Regions from separate parts of the Danio rerio genome. Here regions 1 and 3 are each linked to region 2. A link is a contact called in public Hi-C and HiCAR-type data. All regions are on one chromosome and are shown on one strand. Each heading gives the region's core, a stretch centred on a gene start, on an enhancer-like site or on the middle of the called end of the contact. The rest is flanking DNA. Distances are from core to core; before and after follow the strand shown.

Region 1 (2,700 bases), core at 27-2,526, 210 kb after region 2:
TAATCAAGTGTGATTATAAAAATTGAATTATTGTGTATGGTTATATTCACAACCTGTTGCCACACAACTGCATTTAAAACCCCAATAAAATAGATTTTTGCATAATACGTGCCCTTTAAACTAAAACCTTTAAACTCCCACTGAAACTATTCTGTAGGATGCCCAGGTAAACATTAGGCATTAAATAAACATTAGCTTGCTGTACTTTGGTATGCTTTCCCTTCTGGAATGAAGAACAAAGAAGCTTCGAGTATCTGAGTAAAGTGTTGTGTCTTAACAGCAAATTCATATTTACAGAATTTAACATTAACAGAAATAAATTTATGTTAGCTTCTCAGTTTCAAAATATGTATCGTTTTAGTGTTATGCTGGTTTATATTTTTGTTAAAGCCATGAGAGTGGACAGTTTAAATGACACATTGTTCATTTCCAAGAAAAACATGGACTAGAATTATAATTTTATTTTAAATTTTATTTTATTTTAACTGAATGTTATTTATTTATTAATTCATTCATCCATTTTCAGCTTACTCTCTTGTTTATCAGGGGTCACCACAGCGGAATGAACCATCATCTATTCCGGCATATGTTTTACACAGCAGATGACCTGCCAGCCACAGCCCAGTACTGGGAATTTTTTTATTTATATAAATTTTATTTTTATATTTTATTTAATAATTTTATTTTAAAAAATTTATAATACTTTTATTTTATTAGATTTTGCAGACAACACATTACATAAACTGCAGCAAATCGGCAAACAACAAGCTTGCATTTTAACTAAATAAGACGAAAATATAAAATAGGCATTTCGTATTTGTTGTGAAGAGCCTGACACGTGGCACAAACATGAGCAGGCGAGATTTGGGGCTTGCAACAGTAAGAGAACATACTGTAGATCAAGGTCGAAAATGAGCAGCAAACAATCAGAGTCCAGAATAACAATCCAAAGGTCAAACAAACAGACAGGCAAATTATAAAAGTAAAAGCTCAGAAATAAACAAAACATAACTGCAAATGTGAATTAAAAATAAATAAATATTATAATAGATAATAAATTATGCTGGAATATTTATAACTAAGAAAGTCACAAACCACCTCTGATTGCTTATACTGGCAAGTTACACTGTTATTACTATTTATTTCGTTATTCATTCACTTGTCTATTTTTCCAGCAATTCAGGTCTGTTTCTCATAAACCCTGTTTGAGTTGACATCATAGTAGCGAGTGTGTGTAGGTGTGTTCTCTGTCCGACACTATTTAAATGTGAACGCTGTATTTAAGTTCATTCAGTGAGGCAGGAGTTGGACCTGTCAGACCTTTCTCTAGTCGCTTTTTTCGTGATTCAGTTCAGATGAAGATGCATCTGCTTGTCATCTCTGCACTGCTTGTGTTCAGTTTTCCGTTCATCACACCTGAAGTTGTAGATTCGTTCAGTAAATGCAGTCAGTTTTTTCTAAATGGAGAGCCTCCGGTGATTTCTGGCCTTCTCGAGGGATCAGTCTCACTGAATGACAATCACAAGATCATCTGTCAAAAATATCAGAATCTTTACACATTTGCAACTTTCTACAGTATAAAATTTTCAGAAAGATTGCCGCACAGGATTCCCGTTTTTTCAGCCTACAAATATACTGGAAGTTACAAAGGGAGACCACGTCTATCATGGATGATCGAGCCACAGGTGATGTTTATTGTTTAGTGACATGAATCTGTAAGTCCATTTTTGGCCATGAATTTTGATCAAATGTTAAAACACAAAACTTGTAAATATAGTAAATACTAAGTTTTTGGTAACACTTTATAATGACTACACACTATGAATCATTTATTAAGCATTAGCATCTAATAAATTCTTTATTTTTTTTAAGCATTAACTCTACATTAATAAACGTTAGTAAGCAGTTCATAACTGCAGTTACAAATGCTGTATTTTTGACTTATGACTAGGCCCACACGGAATCTGCGCGCGCAGAATTGCACAAATTTTTAGCCCGTCATTAAATCTGTTTATATACTTGAGTAAATGTGTGTAAATCTGTATTTATTCAGTTTTTAAATTAATTACAGAAATAGTATTGACTAATATGAAAATGTTCATCTGATTTATGTACAATGCAGTTTGTTCAGAAATATTTTCTGTCTTTTAGTAGATATACTATAAGACAAACTTGCTTTATTTACTTCAAATAAAGTTAATCTATTTACATTTTAAACATTAAATAAAAGTTTAAAAATATATCGTTTTTTATTTAATATATTAAGGTTTTAGTTATGATACTCCCCAAAAAAATTCCGCAGAAATCCGCAGACTTCCACCAAAATTCTCCGCAGAAATAGCAAAAAACGTCCACAGATTTCGTCTGGCCCTAGCGATAAGCCATATTTATAATTTCTGAGTGATTGATTTTTCAATTCTAAATTAAGTATTGCATTATTTACAGATCATTTGTATTTAAGAGTAGTCGATGGTTTTTAAGATCATTCAGAATGCTAAATGATTAATAAACTATTGAAATCAACGTTAATAATTCTTATTATTCAGACATATAGTAATGGTTATGTATGTTAATAAACGCTTTATTAACACAACTTCATGCAGTTTAGCTTAAATGAACAATAATCTTTGCATTCCCTTTTAAAAAAATAAAATTATTGTGAAATTACTGTAAAAACATAGAATATAACAGAGCCTTTAA
Region 2 (2,700 bases), core at 148-2,647:
ATCTTTCTTGCAACAACTTTTAACTTTAAAAAGTCAGTCAATTTAATAGTGTAAACTGATATATTGTCTGGGTTGGTGTTGTATTTTACACTACAAAAACATTGTAATATACACCACATTTTCAGTTATTTTACAGAATTTTTTCTCTATTTCTTATTCTTTATATTATTTCAAACTGCTAAAATGTCAATAAAATAGTTGAATTTTCAACATCAAAATTCAACAGAACAGGGATCAACATCCCATAATGCAACTCACAACCGTAAATAAACAGAAAACGTTTGCAAATCCCAGCATACGGAAACTGTAGATTAAAAGATATTTGTTACAGTGAACAGTAACTAACTGGCAGCAGTTCCCCATTACTTCCTGCTGTAAATCAATTACAGCAAAAATACGGTATTTACACTTACAGCACCATTTATGTTACTGCATATGTATTTGCAGTATTGTATATCTTTGCTGTAAAATGGAGTAATTTTAACAATGTAACTTTGAAATACAGTAACACACTGCATAACTCTCCTACAGTGAAATACAGTTCACATTACAGTTAAATATTGTGTAATTTACAAAAGTCATTTACAGTGGATAGTTCGCAAAAAATAGGTATTAAATGTATTAGGTATACATTTGCTGTTAATTTACTCATTAAAAGATCAACACATTAAAGATTTTTTAAGCAACTACTTGCACTTTTAACATAAAAAAACAACAACATATATATATATATATATATATATATATATATATATATATATATATATATATATATATATATATATATATATATATATATATATATACAGGCAAAACCAAAATTAATATCTGCTGCTCAGAATACCCTGATGTCCTATAAAGAAAAATTATGAGAAAATTAATATTATTTGGAATTAATTACCTTTAATATAGAACCTGAGAGCATAAATTATGTCAATGCATTAAGCCGACATATTAAAATATGCTAAATCTTTTTGCATTAATCAAGGACCAGAAACAAAACACACACACACACACACACACACACACACACACACACACACACACACACACACACACACACACACACACACACACAAAAAAACATTTTTAATGTTCTTTTGGAAAAAAAAAGGTAACATCTAGTAAATATAGTATAACAGCAAATGTACTTAATTTTTTGGTGAACAACTATCCACTGTTAACGATTTTTGTACATTACACAGTAATATACAGTATTTTTTCATGCTGGTAGTAAAGCGATTCACTAGATGCTGCACTAATGTTTTGCTTTAAAGACAACCTTAGAGCCCAATAATGTACATGATGCAAGCATCTCTAACAGAGCTGTAATCTCATGTGACTCAATTGTTCAAGGAGACCCCTCATGTTTACTGCAAAAACACCTGCATTTCTGCCTACAGCCCACAGAAGGCGCCAGAGCTCAGACTGTTACCTCAGACCTCAGTGGACAAGCGGGAAACGCGCAGCAAAAATCACAATTCTGATATTTACTCGCTCTCATGTTGAGTAAATCCTTCAAAATTATAATATTGTAATATTTTTGAATACAGTCACAGATCCAGAACAAAACACAATTTTTTGTAAATATCGGAGCGGACAATAATATTAACAGCTAGAATTTTGAACTGTAATTTACCTCAGACACTTGTAAACAAAAGTGATTTGTATTTTCCCCCATACTTTTATCAATGACTATCAAAGCATAACATTGTTAGAGGCTACCTACTTTCCCACTTTCGTGCCAAATCGTTCTGAGAACACTTGGGTATGGTTACGGTTGTTTCTCCAATGAGGACTCCGGAAGAGAACTTACCAACAGCTACATGCACTGCTGAAAGACTTTTTTTTCTGCTGTGCATCGAATAAAGACACGCTTAACATTATTGATGTTCACAATCCTATAGCTACATACTAAATCCAAGTAACACGAACTTCCAGACTCAGGGGCGGACTGGGACTAAAAATCAGCCCTGGCACTGTAGCCACACCAGCCCACATTACTACACCGACACAGCCCCATGCACGGACACGCACATTCACTACTTATTTTGGTGTACAGATGGTGAAATAATATAAGCAGTACCATATATGTAACAGATATTTAAACATTTAATGTATGTGACTGGAACAAAAACAAATTTATATATATGTGATCATTCATTCATTTTCTTTGCTTAGTCCCTTTATTAATCTGGGATTACCACAGCGGAATGAACCGCCAACTTGTCCACCATATGTTTTACGCAGCAGATGCCCTCCAAAGTGCGACGCACTGTGAAACCCCTATACACACACATTCACATACATGCACTACGGACAATTAAGCCTGCCCAATTCACCTACATCACGTGTTTGGACTTGTGAGGGAAACCAGGAGGAAACCCACGCGAACATGCAAACTCCACACAGAAACACCAACTAACCCAGCCGAGGCTCGAAAAAGCATCCTTCTTGCGTCCCTCCGCTGCCCTCTTTTGAGACTATTTCTGTTAATTTTATGCATTTCGGCAGAGTTTAACTTTTTTTTTTTGACATTCTAGCCAGATTTTGGGTCAGCCCATCTCGAAACCAGCCGGTCATTGTTGATTGGGCCAATGCTTAACATTTATTATTATTATTACTATTATCATCATCGTCATCATCATCAGAATACTCACATCTTGCAAGAGATAAAAGCTGCCTGCATGTGAAAACAAT
Region 3 (2,700 bases), core at 23-2,522, 130 kb after region 2:
GCAGTTAGAAAGCACACACACACACACACACATATCTATATACACATACATACATACATACATACATACATATATATATATATATATATATATATATATATATATATATATATATATATATGTGTGTGTGTGTGTGTGTGTGTATACAACTATACGCATACAAACTATATACAAATATTATGCATAAATGTTAAAAGAGGAGCATATATAGTTAAAATTATCAGCCCTCCTGTGATTTTTTTTTTTTTTTGTCCCCATGATGTTTAACACAGCAAGACATTTTTCACATTATTTCCTTTTTTTTTCTTCTTCTTCTTCTGGAGAAAGTCTATTGTGTTTTATTTTGGTCAGAATGAAAGCACTTTTAAAAAATATTTTAGGTCAATATTATTAGCCCTCTTAAGCAAGTCAGCCCTCTTTCCGATCTACAGAACAAACTACAATGACTTGCCTAATTACCCTAACTTATCTATTTAACCTAGATACGTCTTTAAATGTCACTTTAAGCATACTAGTATCTTGAAAAATATCTAGTCAAATAGTATGTACTCAAGAGAGAGAGAGAGAGAGAAAAAATGACACCCAATCAGAGTCAGAATATCTGTGGAGGTTTTCACTCACTCACATGGTGTTTAACTAGCCTGACCCTTAACCTAGTTAAGCCGTCAAAAGCGGAATACTAGCATGAAAAATACGTAGTAAAATATTATTTACTGTCATCATGGCAAATATATAATAAAAAATTTTTAGAAATGAGTTATTAAAACTATTATGTTTAGACATGTCTTTCCGTTGAACAGAAATTGGGGGGAAATACAGGGGGGCTAATAATTCAGACCTCAACTGTATATTTAACCTTCAAGTGAATAGGTTTTGTTTTCATGTCATTATTTTATATATAGCCAATACACTTTTATGATACTCGTTACATGTATTACTCACATTAATCCTGATATGTTGCAATCGTCGTTGGGAGTCTCGAAGTCCTTGTTTCTGTCTGTCCGCGCTACTCTCGCGCCCTCTGTCGTCCTGTATGAAAACTGTACCACTTGAAGACACCTTACAAACCGTAAAAACTTGGCACCAAACGGCCGCCCGGCGTCTCCATCCCGCTGGAATCTCAGGAATACAAAAACTTCTTATCTCGCTCCACACGCTGCCTGTAGCTGACTATTAACAAACAGTATTGTTTTCGCGCGGGCGGGAGGCGTGAGCGCGCGTATATAAGTGCTCCTGCACAAGACTGAGCTCGAGACTCCACAATAAACACTGCAGCTTATTAGAGCAAAACTCTTCAGCTGTTTTACTGGACTACTACTGGAATACGGGACTTGCATACTACAAAACAATGCATTTGAGGATTATTTTCCCAGTTCTGACCATGCTGACATCTGGATTTTTTGACTTTGGTATGTATTTAAAAAATATATATATATATATATATATATATATATATACACATTTATATATTGTGATAATATTTAAATAGCTTTATAAATAGTTTCCTTTCAGTAGTAATTTGATTTAAACAGCTTTATAAATAGTTTCCCAAATGCTCTATATCTATATAAATCTATATTATTGATCTATATATTATGGTAACCAGGTTTAAACAGCTTTATAAATAGTTTCCTCAATACTCAACATCTATATAAAGCTATATTATTGATCTGTATATTATGGTTACATAGTTTAAACAGCTTTATAAATCTTTTCTTCAGTACTCTATAGTTATATAAACCTATTTTATTGATATATATATATATAAATATATATATATATATATATATATATATATATATATATATATATATATATATATATATATATATATATATACATATTTATTGTGGTAATATGATTTACACAGCTTTATAAATAGTTTCCTCTAAACTTTATCTATATAAATCTATATATTGTGGTAATCTGGTTTAAACAGCTTTATAAATAGATTCCTTAATACTCTACATCTATATAAATCTATATTATGTATCTATATATTGTGGTAATATGATTTAAACAGCCTTATAAATAGTTTCCACAATACTCTAAATCTATATAAATATATATTATTTATCTATATATTGTGGAAATACAATTTAAACAGCTTTATAAAGTTTCCTTAACACTCCATATCTTTATTATGTATCTATATATTGTGGTTATATGATATAAACAGCTTTATAAATAGTTTCCTCAATACTTAATATCTATGTAAATCTATAATATGTATCTATATATTGTGGTAATATGGTTTAAACAGCCTCATAATTAGTTTTAAAGTCTACATAAGTCTTAAAAACTGCAATATGTCAAGATACAAACATAAAAAGTGTAATATCTCAGTAAGCTCTTTATAAAAACAAGCTCCAAACACATTGAAGATAAACCTTTACTATTCTTTTAGACTATGAATTGTGCATCAATGTCATTTTTAATTAAGCGCGACAAATTCAATCATCTCTAGTCAATCATGCAAAGTGTTTTTAATATGTAGAAAAGCTAATAAATTGAATGTACCTTTATGATTAATTAGGTGCTCCAGCATCTTTGGGTCCAGGCACAGCACCAGCACGTCACTCCAGGAATAAGAGATGCTCCTGCGCAAGTTTTCTGGATAAAGAGTGCGTCTACTTTTGCCACCTGGACATAATATGGGTGAACACACCAGAGTAAGTCAGAACAGACATTATATATCAA

What was found. Hi-C and Micro-C count contacts between places; a contact is called where the count stands out from the background. HiCAR-type assays count read pairs that join an accessible place to other places.
Region 1: a contact with region 2 is called in a Hi-C map of an unstated tissue, with 5 times the contacts expected there. The contact joins the promoter of si:ch211-133n4.9 here to the enhancer-like site in region 2. A contact is called at or near these places in 2 of 18 Hi-C or Micro-C datasets (caudal fin and an unstated tissue).
Region 3: a contact with region 2 is called in a HiCAR-type map of caudal fin, with 16 times the contacts expected there. The contact joins the promoter of edn1 here to the enhancer-like site in region 2. A contact is called at or near these places in 8 of 18 Hi-C or Micro-C datasets (caudal fin, embryo, hematopoietic stem cells and 2 more) and 1 of 4 datasets of contacts at active chromatin or transcription factors (caudal fin).

The regions. Positions count from the first base shown.
Region 1 is chr19:3,718,773-3,721,472 of GRCz12tu, reverse strand. si:ch211-133n4.9 reads left to right here and starts at 1,276. Exons shown (of 2, transcript XM_009293967.4): 1 at 1,276-1,685. The coding sequence starts at 1,356. It also overlaps a transcript of si:ch211-133n4.6 not described here.
Region 2 is chr19:3,925,373-3,928,072 of GRCz12tu, reverse strand. No RefSeq gene overlaps it. Among named protein-coding and RNA genes, the nearest start is that of hivep1, 22 kb to the right of the region's middle. Within about 2 kb of position 1,397, at least 4 of the 62 cell types and tissues checked have an H3K27ac peak or open chromatin away from gene starts, as enhancers often do. A contact at or near this core is called in caudal fin, where this site is marked.
Region 3 is chr19:3,796,354-3,799,053 of GRCz12tu, reverse strand. It overlaps edn1 (endothelin 1), which reads left to right and starts at 1,272. Exons shown (of 5, transcript NM_131519.1): 1 at 1,272-1,409; 2 at 2,537-2,672. The coding sequence starts at 1,349.